Regions from separate parts of the Mus musculus genome. Here all the other regions are linked to region 1. Evidence: chromatin contacts called from public Hi-C and Micro-C data. All regions are on one chromosome and are shown on one strand. The core of a region is the stretch at or near the end of the contact, and the rest is flanking DNA. Distances in the headings are between cores, read along the strand shown. Region 1 holds the start of Rasgef1a (RasGEF domain family, member 1A). Region 2 holds the start of Zfp239 (zinc finger protein 239). Region 3 holds the start of Zfp637 (zinc finger protein 637).

Evidence for each region. Hi-C and Micro-C count contacts between places; a contact is called where the count stands out from the background.
Region 2: a contact with region 1 is called in a Hi-C map of the N1E-115 cell line, with 3 times the contacts expected there. The contact joins the promoter of Zfp239 here to the promoter of Rasgef1a in region 1. A contact is called at or near these places in 1 of 39 promoter capture datasets (the 3T3-L1 cell line), 4 of 484 Hi-C or Micro-C datasets (the AML12 cell line, the BV-2 cell line, the N1E-115 cell line and 1 more), 5 of 115 datasets of contacts at active chromatin or transcription factors (embryonic stem cells and pancreatic cancer cells) and 2 of 9 other capture datasets (adipose tissue and liver).
Region 3: a contact with region 1 is called in a Micro-C map of embryonic stem cells, with 4 times the contacts expected there. The contact joins the promoter of Zfp637 here to the promoter of Rasgef1a in region 1. A contact is called at or near these places in 1 of 39 promoter capture datasets (the 3T3-L1 cell line), 8 of 484 Hi-C or Micro-C datasets (the AML12 cell line, B cells, the BV-2 cell line and 3 more), 5 of 115 datasets of contacts at active chromatin or transcription factors (the 230-238 cell line, embryonic stem cells, extraembryonic endoderm stem cells and 2 more) and 3 of 9 other capture datasets (adipose tissue, liver and pancreatic islet).

The regions. Positions count from the first base shown.
Region 1 is chr6:118,064,678-118,067,745 of GRCm38.p6, forward strand. Rasgef1a (RasGEF domain family, member 1A) reads left to right here and starts at 1,708. Exons shown (of 13, transcript NM_027526.1): 1 at 1,708-1,785. The coding sequence starts at 1,768.
Region 2 is chr6:117,861,248-117,864,329 of GRCm38.p6, forward strand. Zfp239 (zinc finger protein 239) reads left to right here and starts at 1,634. Exons shown (of 4, transcript NM_001001792.2): 1 at 1,634-1,895.
Region 3 is chr6:117,839,527-117,842,812 of GRCm38.p6, forward strand. Zfp637 (zinc finger protein 637) reads left to right here and starts at 1,655. Exons shown (of 3, transcript NM_177684.3): 1 at 1,655-1,742.

The DNA.
Region 1 (3,068 bases), core at 458-2,957:
CTTGGGTCGGGCACCACAAGCCCTTGCTGCGAGATAGCTTTAAGCAGGACATCTGACAGGAGTCAGCCTTTAGCCTGCCAGCTTCCCTAGGTCCCTGGACGCTGGGAAAGATGTGGATTGATGCATATATGCATGCTGAGGTCAGACTTGTGACAGACAGCTTCATCCATGTCTGCCAGAGATGGGACTAGATAGGCTCCCTGGGGAAAGCTTGCTCTGGAGCAGGTGGCAACTGGCTTGTTAACTGTGCATGTGGGAGAAATGCCATCACCCTCTTAGGACCCAGGTGTCCTAGAGGGTCAAGGAACAGGGCTAAAGAAGGCAGGGACAGGTAACTTCCTAGAAGTAGAACTCCAGTTTTGTTTCTCTTGGTATTAGAAGAGCAGTCTGAAGGAATGACCTGAGCCTAGCAAGGGCCCAGCACCCGAGGGTCTAGGTGGGTCTTGACAAGATTCGCCAGCAGAGGTCACTGTGAGCTTTGCATCCCCTGGAACAAGATGCAGGGCTGGAAGAGGGGGGCCCTGTGTGAAAGCTGATGCACCCTCCTCCCCGCCATCTGTGGAGCTGTTCCAGGAGGGAATAAATACTATGGGCTCTGAGACCCCTGAGAAGAAAGGTGGGGTCCAGCGACAGTGCGAGCTGGTAGAGACGTCAGGGGAGGCAGAGCCCAGAGGGCCTGGGTCCTCCTAGGAGACAAGGGAATGAGCCCAACATTCAGAGTTCCACAAGACTGAACTAACTACCCAAGAGTCTGTCTGCTGATGGATCTTTGTGCTAAGAGAGCTGATGGAGAAAGAGGGGAAGGGAGATGGCAGGAGAGAAGTGTGCTCCCTCAGGCCGCTGGGCAGAGATCAGACAGGGTGGGGTAAAGTCCGGGTCATCAGTCTCCATTAGGGACCATGGCTTGCTTGTGTGCTCTCATAGGATTGTTTAATCCCCCCTGGGCATCCTCTGCCCCGTCTATGGTCTATGGTTCCAGCTGAGAGCAGCTTTGACTCCTAGAACCTGGCCCAGCTCTCTCTGCCCTCCCAGCCTCTATCTGCTTCCTTAGTTTCAGATCCCCAGAGAGGGCATTCTTCATTTCAGCCCACCGCTGCCATCTAAACTCTAAGAGCTGGAGCTGCGGTGGGAGGCACCTGACAGGATTCTTTCCTAGTGCAGGGAGTGGGGTGGGGGTGGGGGTGAGGTGAGATAGATCCTCAGAGACAGGCACCAGGCATATCCCTTACTCGGATTAGCCCTTCCACGACAGCAGCTGCTGTATCCCTGGCGTTCTGGGGATGATAGAAGGACTGAGGATTCAAGACACTTCAGACTACAGCTGTGTGGAGCGAGCGCCCGCCCGGCAGGGGAAGCATCTGAACTAAGCGCTGCTTGGGCACCTGCGGTAGCTCTGTAGCGTTCAGTCTCCAAGGAGGAGTCTGGGACCCTTCCTGGCCCTCCCCTCCCCTCCCCTCCCCTCTCCTTCCTGGACTTCACCAGCAAGACGACCCACCCCGCCCAGAGCCCAGAGCCTTGACCCTTACGCCATTCCCAAACCTAGCACCACAAACCCTGCGGGTGCTCACGCCTCACTGTGCCTCGCCCTGTCCCTTGCTAGTGCTCCTCCCAGGGTCTTGTTCACGAGGCTCGCCAGCCCCGCCCCGGGCGGGAGGTGGCTGGGTCACGGGAGGGAAGTCCCCGGGCTTGGGCGGCACTGGCTCAGCCCCGGAGGGTAGTCGGGCTTCTACACCGCCTGCGGGTCCGGTAGCGGGAGCTGTAGCCAGGATGTTTCTGGAGCCCCAGGTAGGGTTGTGGCAGTGCGGGACTGCGGGTTAGGAGCACTCCAGGGCAGTGTCTTGACCACAGCAGGACCGCAAGGTTAAGGTTTCTGTGCCCCAGAGCTTGGGAAGCGCGGCCAGGAGGGTGCTCGCCCCCAGGACAACCAGGGCAACTCTCTCTCCTGTCCCTGCCCGGACACCTGCCGCCACTTGGGCCTCGCCCAAGGTGCAGCTGCTGCCTTCCTAGCCTCTGCTGACACCAGCGGCTCCGCTGTAAAGCGCCACTTGAAAACCTGCAGGGGGTGGGGGTGGGGTGGGGTGTTTCGCAGCAGGGTCCGGGTGCGGCAGAAGAGAAAGCAAAGGGCTGTCCTGGACAGAGCAGACTTGTAAAAAGCAGTGGCGATCTTGGAATTTCCCCTATCCTTGGGCTCAGAACCACTGTTTACTCCATAAGTGCTTGGAGTGGGGGCGGTCTGTGATGGAGTGGTTGATCATGTGGGAGGTGTGCGCTTGTATGTGCGATGTGTGGGCGGGAGAGAGGACGTGTTTATATATGGGAGGCTTAAGTGAGAGCCGTTAAGAGGAGGCAGGTGTGGGGGCAAGGCTGTGCCTGTGCATTCTCAAATGTCATGTGTTTAAAGAGAAGAGTGCCTAGTGAGGGGAAGGCTGAGAATCTCCCTAAAATTAACCCTGGGCCTGAGCCACCACTGCACCTTTCTAGCTGTTTTGAGCCATAGTGGGCAGTGGGATTCAGGAGCAGTACACAGACCTGTCTAGACCAGACCCAGTGCAGACCATTGATTTGGAAGAGTGGAGATGAGGAGCCAACATTAATGGGCTGAAGATGTAGGACAGACAATGCACATTTATTAAGCACCTGCTATGCGCTGGCACTGTGGTTTGCAGAGAACTAAGCAGGCAACAGTTCTTATCCTCACAGAGCTCATCTGGGTGCCAGAAAATCATTGGTTCTTAACCTGTGGGTCAAGACCCCTTGGGGTTAAACGACCCTTTCAAGGGGTTGCCTCTCAGATAGCCTGCATGTCAGATATTTACATTATAATTCATAGCAGTAGCAAAATTATACTTATGAAGTATCAGCGAAATACATTTTATGGCTGGGGCTCAGCACAACACGAAGAACAGCATTAAAGGGTCGCAACATTAGGAAGGTTGAGCACCTCCACAGTGAGTAATATACAGACTAAGTTACATGGCAGAAAGGACTAAAGATGAACGTAGAGGAGTAGCCCACAGCAGGAGTGCATCAGGAAGGATGATTCTGGTATCATGCAGACGTAAAACGAT
Region 2 (3,082 bases), core at 384-2,883, 200 kb before region 1:
CCCATTATTCTTGCCTAAGCTACCAGGAACATGTAAATAAGAAAAGGAATAAGAAGCCAGGCATGGTGGCACACACCTTTAATCCCAGCACTTGGGAGGCAGAAGCAGGTGGATTTCTGAGTTCCAGGCCAGCCTGGTCTACAGAGTGAGTTCCAGGACAGCCAGGGCTACACAGAGAGACCCTGTCTCAAAAAACCAAAATTAATAAATAAATAATAGAAAACATGCACCTTGGATTCCTAGAAAGTGGAAAGTGATACCATACATATTGGGTTTAAATGTTATAATCTATTTTTATCTGAATGCACAACACCTAATTTAAGCATTCCAAATAGCCTTGACTTTAAAACGATCGGCCTTTCCTAGCCCCATTCTGTTACTAGTTTCTGCTATGAAATACCTAAGACCCTCTGGGCAGAACAAAGTTCAGTACTCTGGTAACTGTTAACAGTGTGTCCAGGGACCTGGAGAGATGGCTTAGTAGTTAAGAGCACTGACTGCTCTTCCAAAGGTTTAATTCCCAGCAACCACATGGTGACTCACAACCATCCATAATGAGATCTGAATCCCTCTTCTAGAGTGTCTGAAGATAGCTACAGTGTAATCCTATAATAAATAATTAAATCTTTATAAAACAAAACAAAACAGTGTGTCCAACCTTCTGTGACACACCACTGTCCTTTACAAAGGCCACATTCAGAAGAACAATCGGGCTGTTCTGGTTAGGGTGCCTGTCAGCCAATCCTGCCAGACTGCGATCAATCCCCAGGATCCACGGAGAAGAAGGAAGGAGGTGACTCCTGCAAGTTGTCCTCGGATGGCCACACCCACGGGGGAAGGGCTTACACACACAGAGGGAAATATATGAACAAAAGATATTTGTAAAAAGAAGTCTCAAGTCTGAGGTTTAAGAGTTTTGTGATGGGCTTTCACAACGTTCCTGGGGACCATGTGGGCTACAGATTGGATGTTAATGTCACAGGTTTACCTAGAGATCCTTTTGGGAGACGACTGCACACTCAGAAAACACTCTGAAATCCTGTTGGTAAGTGAAACTTAGCGACATTTAATACTATTGATTCCTTAGAATTTCGTTGACATTTTCTTTCAGATTTAATGGCATCAATTTCTGGAGGGGTGGCTATTTTATGATTAAAATTATTTTTTGGGTTTGGAAGTTCACTGATCTATTAAGTCAACCTTATGATCCAGTTTTTAGTTCTTTATATCCAAATACATTATTGTTGATTCTTAAAAATATTCTGTTTTTAAGTTTGTGTGTGTGTAGGTTTGTACACATGAACACATTGTACATGAACACAGGCGCCTGAGTCCAGAAGAGGGTGTAGGGATCACTGGAGTTAGAATTACAGGCGTTGGTGACCTGCGCAATAAATATCTGGAGACTGTACTCCAAAGATAAGAGCATGGAGTAACCAGTGATCGATTCTTTTCTTTCTTTTTTAAATTTCGACACGGGCTTCTCGAACTCACAAACCTCCTTCCTCGGCCCTAGTGATGAGATTACATGCTGTGAATACATATACCACACTATTCACTTAAAGTGGTTATTAACAGCTTCAGAATATTTTTAAGGCTGAAGACAATTTTATAATGATTTTTTACCCTCTAGCATCATCATAACAAGTAAAAGACACCTTGGGGGAGTATTTTAAAACTGTATGTGTCTGCAACGAAAAGAGTGCACAACAACTTGAACTATTCAGGGCCAACCACAACCTCAAACTGGGGGCTCACAAGAGTGAGCCCATCGTCGCCGGAAGTGAGCTCGGAAGTAGCGCTTTCCTGCCCGCAGCCTTCTGGGACTTGTAGTTCGAATCCTCGATGATGCTCGGGAGTCCTGCGTTACCAGGTGTGGGTTCTACCTACAAGAGGTGAGCAGAGCTGGGCTGCCCCAGGGGTGGGCAGCGGTGTCCTGGTCCAAACTAGGGGGCATTACCACTCGGAGCCAGGCTCCGAGGCTGGGAAGGCTCCTTGCGGCTGCGATCCCACGTGCTAGCAGCCACGGTAACCCCCAAACCCCCAGTAACACCCCGTGCACCAGGCCACCCTCACGGAGGGCCAGGCCCCTGCAGCAGAGCAAACCGCAGCTCCGTAGACACCCTCCTCTTGCTTGACCAAGTTCTGACCTGGGTGGGTCCAATGATGATGTTGCTGGACATCAGGAGACCATGAGAGAGGCTCCTAGAAGAGACCCCTAAGAGTACTAAGGTTTCCGCTGCACAGCCCTCCCCTCTGCGACCTAGAAACCAGTCAGATTTCTGAGAGGACGGTCTGGCAAGGGATACTGGGTAGCTGTAATGCACGCAGTGAGAAGATGCACAGAACCTGAGAACACCCACTCCAGAACTTCAGTATTGAAATAGGTTGGTCTGAGGAGATGGGCATGTCAGAACTACCCTAGGCAGAATCTGCCCCTCCCTGAAAATATGACCATGCTTCAGGTGACTTGCAGTTTCTTTCACCAAAAATGCCTCATCTCTGAGCTAGATACAGCTTTTCTTTCTTAGAACAAACTAGGAAATCAGCATTGAGTATTTGCCTAGAGTGAGGTCCTTGTGGTCTTTCTCTTTATTGCCAAGCTTCATTGTGAGATTGGTATTTTATACAAGGGAACGAGAGCATTTGGGACCTTACAATATGTATCTAGCAAACGGTATCAACTGGTTCAGCATTGGGTCTGCTGACCCGGAAGTTCTATGTTAATTCTCACTACACTGCCTTGCCACCTTGTGAAGTACTCAAAACATCCAACCAAGCTCTTCTGAAAGGCTCTATGGAGCATTTTCTCCCTGTAGTCTGGAAGTCGGCTCTCCTATCGTACATTTCACTCGGTGTATGTTCCACGAGTTACTCTTCGTTGTTAAGACCAAAATATCTTGGGTAATGAGTTTGTAAAGAGCAAAGATTTGTCTGCTCAAAGTTCCATCGTTTTAGTCTGTCATTACTTGACTCAGTTTTGGACCTATGAAACAGAGTTTGGTTCACCTCATGTGGGAAAGACCTGGATCCCAATATCACTTTAAGGGTGCATCCCCAGTGACCTACATTCTTCCTACTA
Region 3 (3,286 bases), core at 405-2,904, 230 kb before region 1:
CATTTGAGCAGTTTCTTTATCCAAGTAGTGAGACTGTCATAACTAATGTCACTGTCTGAATTATCATTCCTTCCCCTAGTGATGTAAGGTACCAGGGATGGAGATGTCTGTAACAAGCATTTAAATACGCACTGGCAGAACTCACCCCTAGCCCTCACTCGGCACCCTCCCCCCTTCCTGATGCAAGTGTTAAGATGCAGGTGGTGGCTGAGGACTATGCCCCATTTAAGATCTTGGCAAGAACCATGTGTCTAGGGACTCTGATCTTTCAACCCCAATCGTAACCACTCTATCAAATGGATCTGGGCCAGTAAGATGGTGTGTAGGTAATAGTGCCTGCTGCCAAGTCTGATGACCTGAGTTCGATTCCCTGTAGGAAAGGGTGAGCCCACTCATACTAATGATTCTCTGACCTCCACAGGCACAGCAAGACACCCCTCACATCCACACACTAAACAAAATGGGATCTTTTTTTCCCAAAAAATACGTGTACCCAAGTCCTCAAGGCTGTTAAGAGAATCTTTGCAGATTTATGAAGGAAACATGAGTTCTTGTCTCCCCTGATGGCCCCCTTTTCCTACCGATGCTTTGTCAACTAAAACTTGTCCTAATCCCACATCTGGTCTCACAGAACAGAGATGTCCTGTGAAGTCAAATATTTCATCCAGTCTGACACATGTAATTCTGGGAAAGGAACAAGGGCACTGCAAGAGGAACATTTCTTATGGTCTCTTTCATTCAATAGGATAGCTAAATCTACCAAGGGAAGACTCTGGGGGAGGCTCACTACGAAAGAAGTCAAGTCAGGGCTCCAGGGTGAGACTAATGTCCTTTAGAAAAGCTATTAGAGGCAGGCAGTGGTGGTGCACGCCTTTAATCCCAGCACTTGGGAGGCAGAGGCAGGCGGATTTCTGAGTTCGAGGCCAGCCTGGTCTACAGAGTGAGTTCCAGGATGGCCAGGGCTATATAGAGAAACCCTGTCTCGAAAAACCAAAAAAAAAAAAAAAAAAAAAAAAAGGCTATTAGAAATGCATATAAATAAATGCAGTCGATGGACGTTTAAGGCATCTTAAAAGAGATTTTATTGAATGGATGCTCAATTTCATCCACGCCCCTCTCAGGACCAAAAGGGCTACTCTCCCATCTCTAATAACTAATTTTAGAGTGTTCAAATCTCAACCCTTGTGTCATTAACTTCTTCAGTTAGGAAGACAATGTTAGTGTCCACTCAGGGAATACTGTTCCCTCGAGTTCCCTTGGCTCAGAAAGTCTCCCGGGCCCCGCGTAGGTGCCCTATGGGGTCCTGGAGCCGTCGGACCTGGGCTCCCCACAAGTGAGCGCCCTGGGTCGTACAACTAGTCGGGGTAGTACCTAAACTCCGAAGTCCTGCAGTGCCTCGTCCATCTTTTGGGTGAAAAAAAACTTATTACACGGACCAGAGAGTATTCCTGATTCTTTGTCCGAAATACTTGGTCCCGGCTCCTATAGGGAACCCTGAGTCTTCTGCAGTTTTAACGTCATAAGCATTCCCAAGCTTCAACCACCGCTCCTCCACAGGACGGCGCTCCCCAACAACCAGAAGCAGCCACCGCGTTTCTGCCGCAGCTCGGTCGCGGCGCTTCCCACAGTGCCTCGGGGCGCGCGCGGGCTCCTGGGAGTTGTGGTCCGGCGACGCGCAGCGTTGCAGCGGCTGCTACGGGCTCGGCGCCGGCTTTGTCTGTCTGCGGGCGCGCGCCGCTGCGGTGAGTGTTGCTGAGGCCGGGGCTGTGCGCCCGAGAGAGGGGGCTGTGTCTTGAGCCTGCTGCTCCGGCCAGGGCGCGTGAGCAGGCCAGGCTGGCCGTCCGGGCCAAAATCGCCAACCGCAGACAAGGGTGCGCTGGTCGGAGAGCGGGTGGGCCGCGGTGTGCTGCGGAAGGGTCCTGCTGCAATGTCGGGGTCCCTGGGAGGCTGGGGCCCCGCGAGCGTGGGAGGGGCCACAGGAAGGTCCAGCTAGGCCAGGAGAGCAGAGTTCACGCCTAGGGAGAGAGCCTAGCAGGGAGTGGCGTCCAGCGTGGGGGGAATTCATCCTCACCCAAAGCTCCTAATCGCACGTTAAATTGCCTCATTAGATTTTTCCCAAACCCTACAGATCACCCTGTCTGTCCTCCAGCCCTCTCTCCTGAAAAAGCACCATTTTAGGTCTTGGATTTGTAGGGCGTGTCTCAAATGTAAGAGATCCCTCACTTTCTGGTCCTCAGTTCTTCCGAGAGCTAGCTAATTGAGATAGTGTTAACTTGTTTACTAAGAGAAGAAACTGGAGTCGGGGCTGTTAGGTTGTTCTGCTACAGGGCATACACCGAGGGAAACAAGGCAAAAAATTCAAGTCTCTCGGGGCCTAATTCTGAGCTGTGGTAACATTTCTGATAGGAAAAGCAGCGTTTTGTGTTACGAAATCACTCTCTTTCAATATCTTCAAGAATTTGATTGCTCTGACTTGAACAGGTTCTTCCTTGACAATTTCCTGTTGTCAGTTGTCCTGCTATTAATCAGGGAGTCTGGAGACACAGCTGAGGCATGTTGGCTACTTCTTAGCAGGTAGAGGAGTTCAGGTATCTACCGTGTTCACTCATTTTGACTTAACCATGTTCTCTAGACACTCCAGAGACAAAAAAGTCCAGCCCCAGGGAGTAGCTACCATGTGCTTTTCTTTGTGAATCACAGGGGAGTTTTGTTGGCTTTATTTTTAATCAATAATATCTCTAAGTGAATGCATTTGCAGCATGACAGGGGACCCCTTTATAGCTTGTGTTCCAAGTTGGAAGTGAATCCTTCAAAGATTTCTTGACATCAGGCTATATAACTGAATGGATAGAAGGGTTAGCTATTTGGTTAATAAAATAGAAAATCGTACCATCAGATTGCTAATTCATTAAGCTAGGAATCCAGCATTTTGACCAGACATACTGAAACAAAGATTATACTGTACCACTATGTAAACAAAGTGTACAGATTCAGGAATTTGATCCTTAAATAAGCATTCCATGGGGGGTGGGGGGAGGGAGTGGTGGTTTGGGTTAAGAGCCTACTAAGAATTACCAGAAGGTAACAAGACCTTCTTTGTTAGGTCCTTGTAACTTGAGGGGAGCTGAAAAGGAAAGCTGGAGCTATTTCTTCCTAACACCAGTCAGGAAGGCTGGTGTGCTGACTTCTTGCCTGGAAAGTAGAGAACCCCAATTTTTTATCAAGACCAAATGCAAGCAGAGCGGCCCTTACCTGGGGACTAACAGTACAGTAGGCACTCCTACTT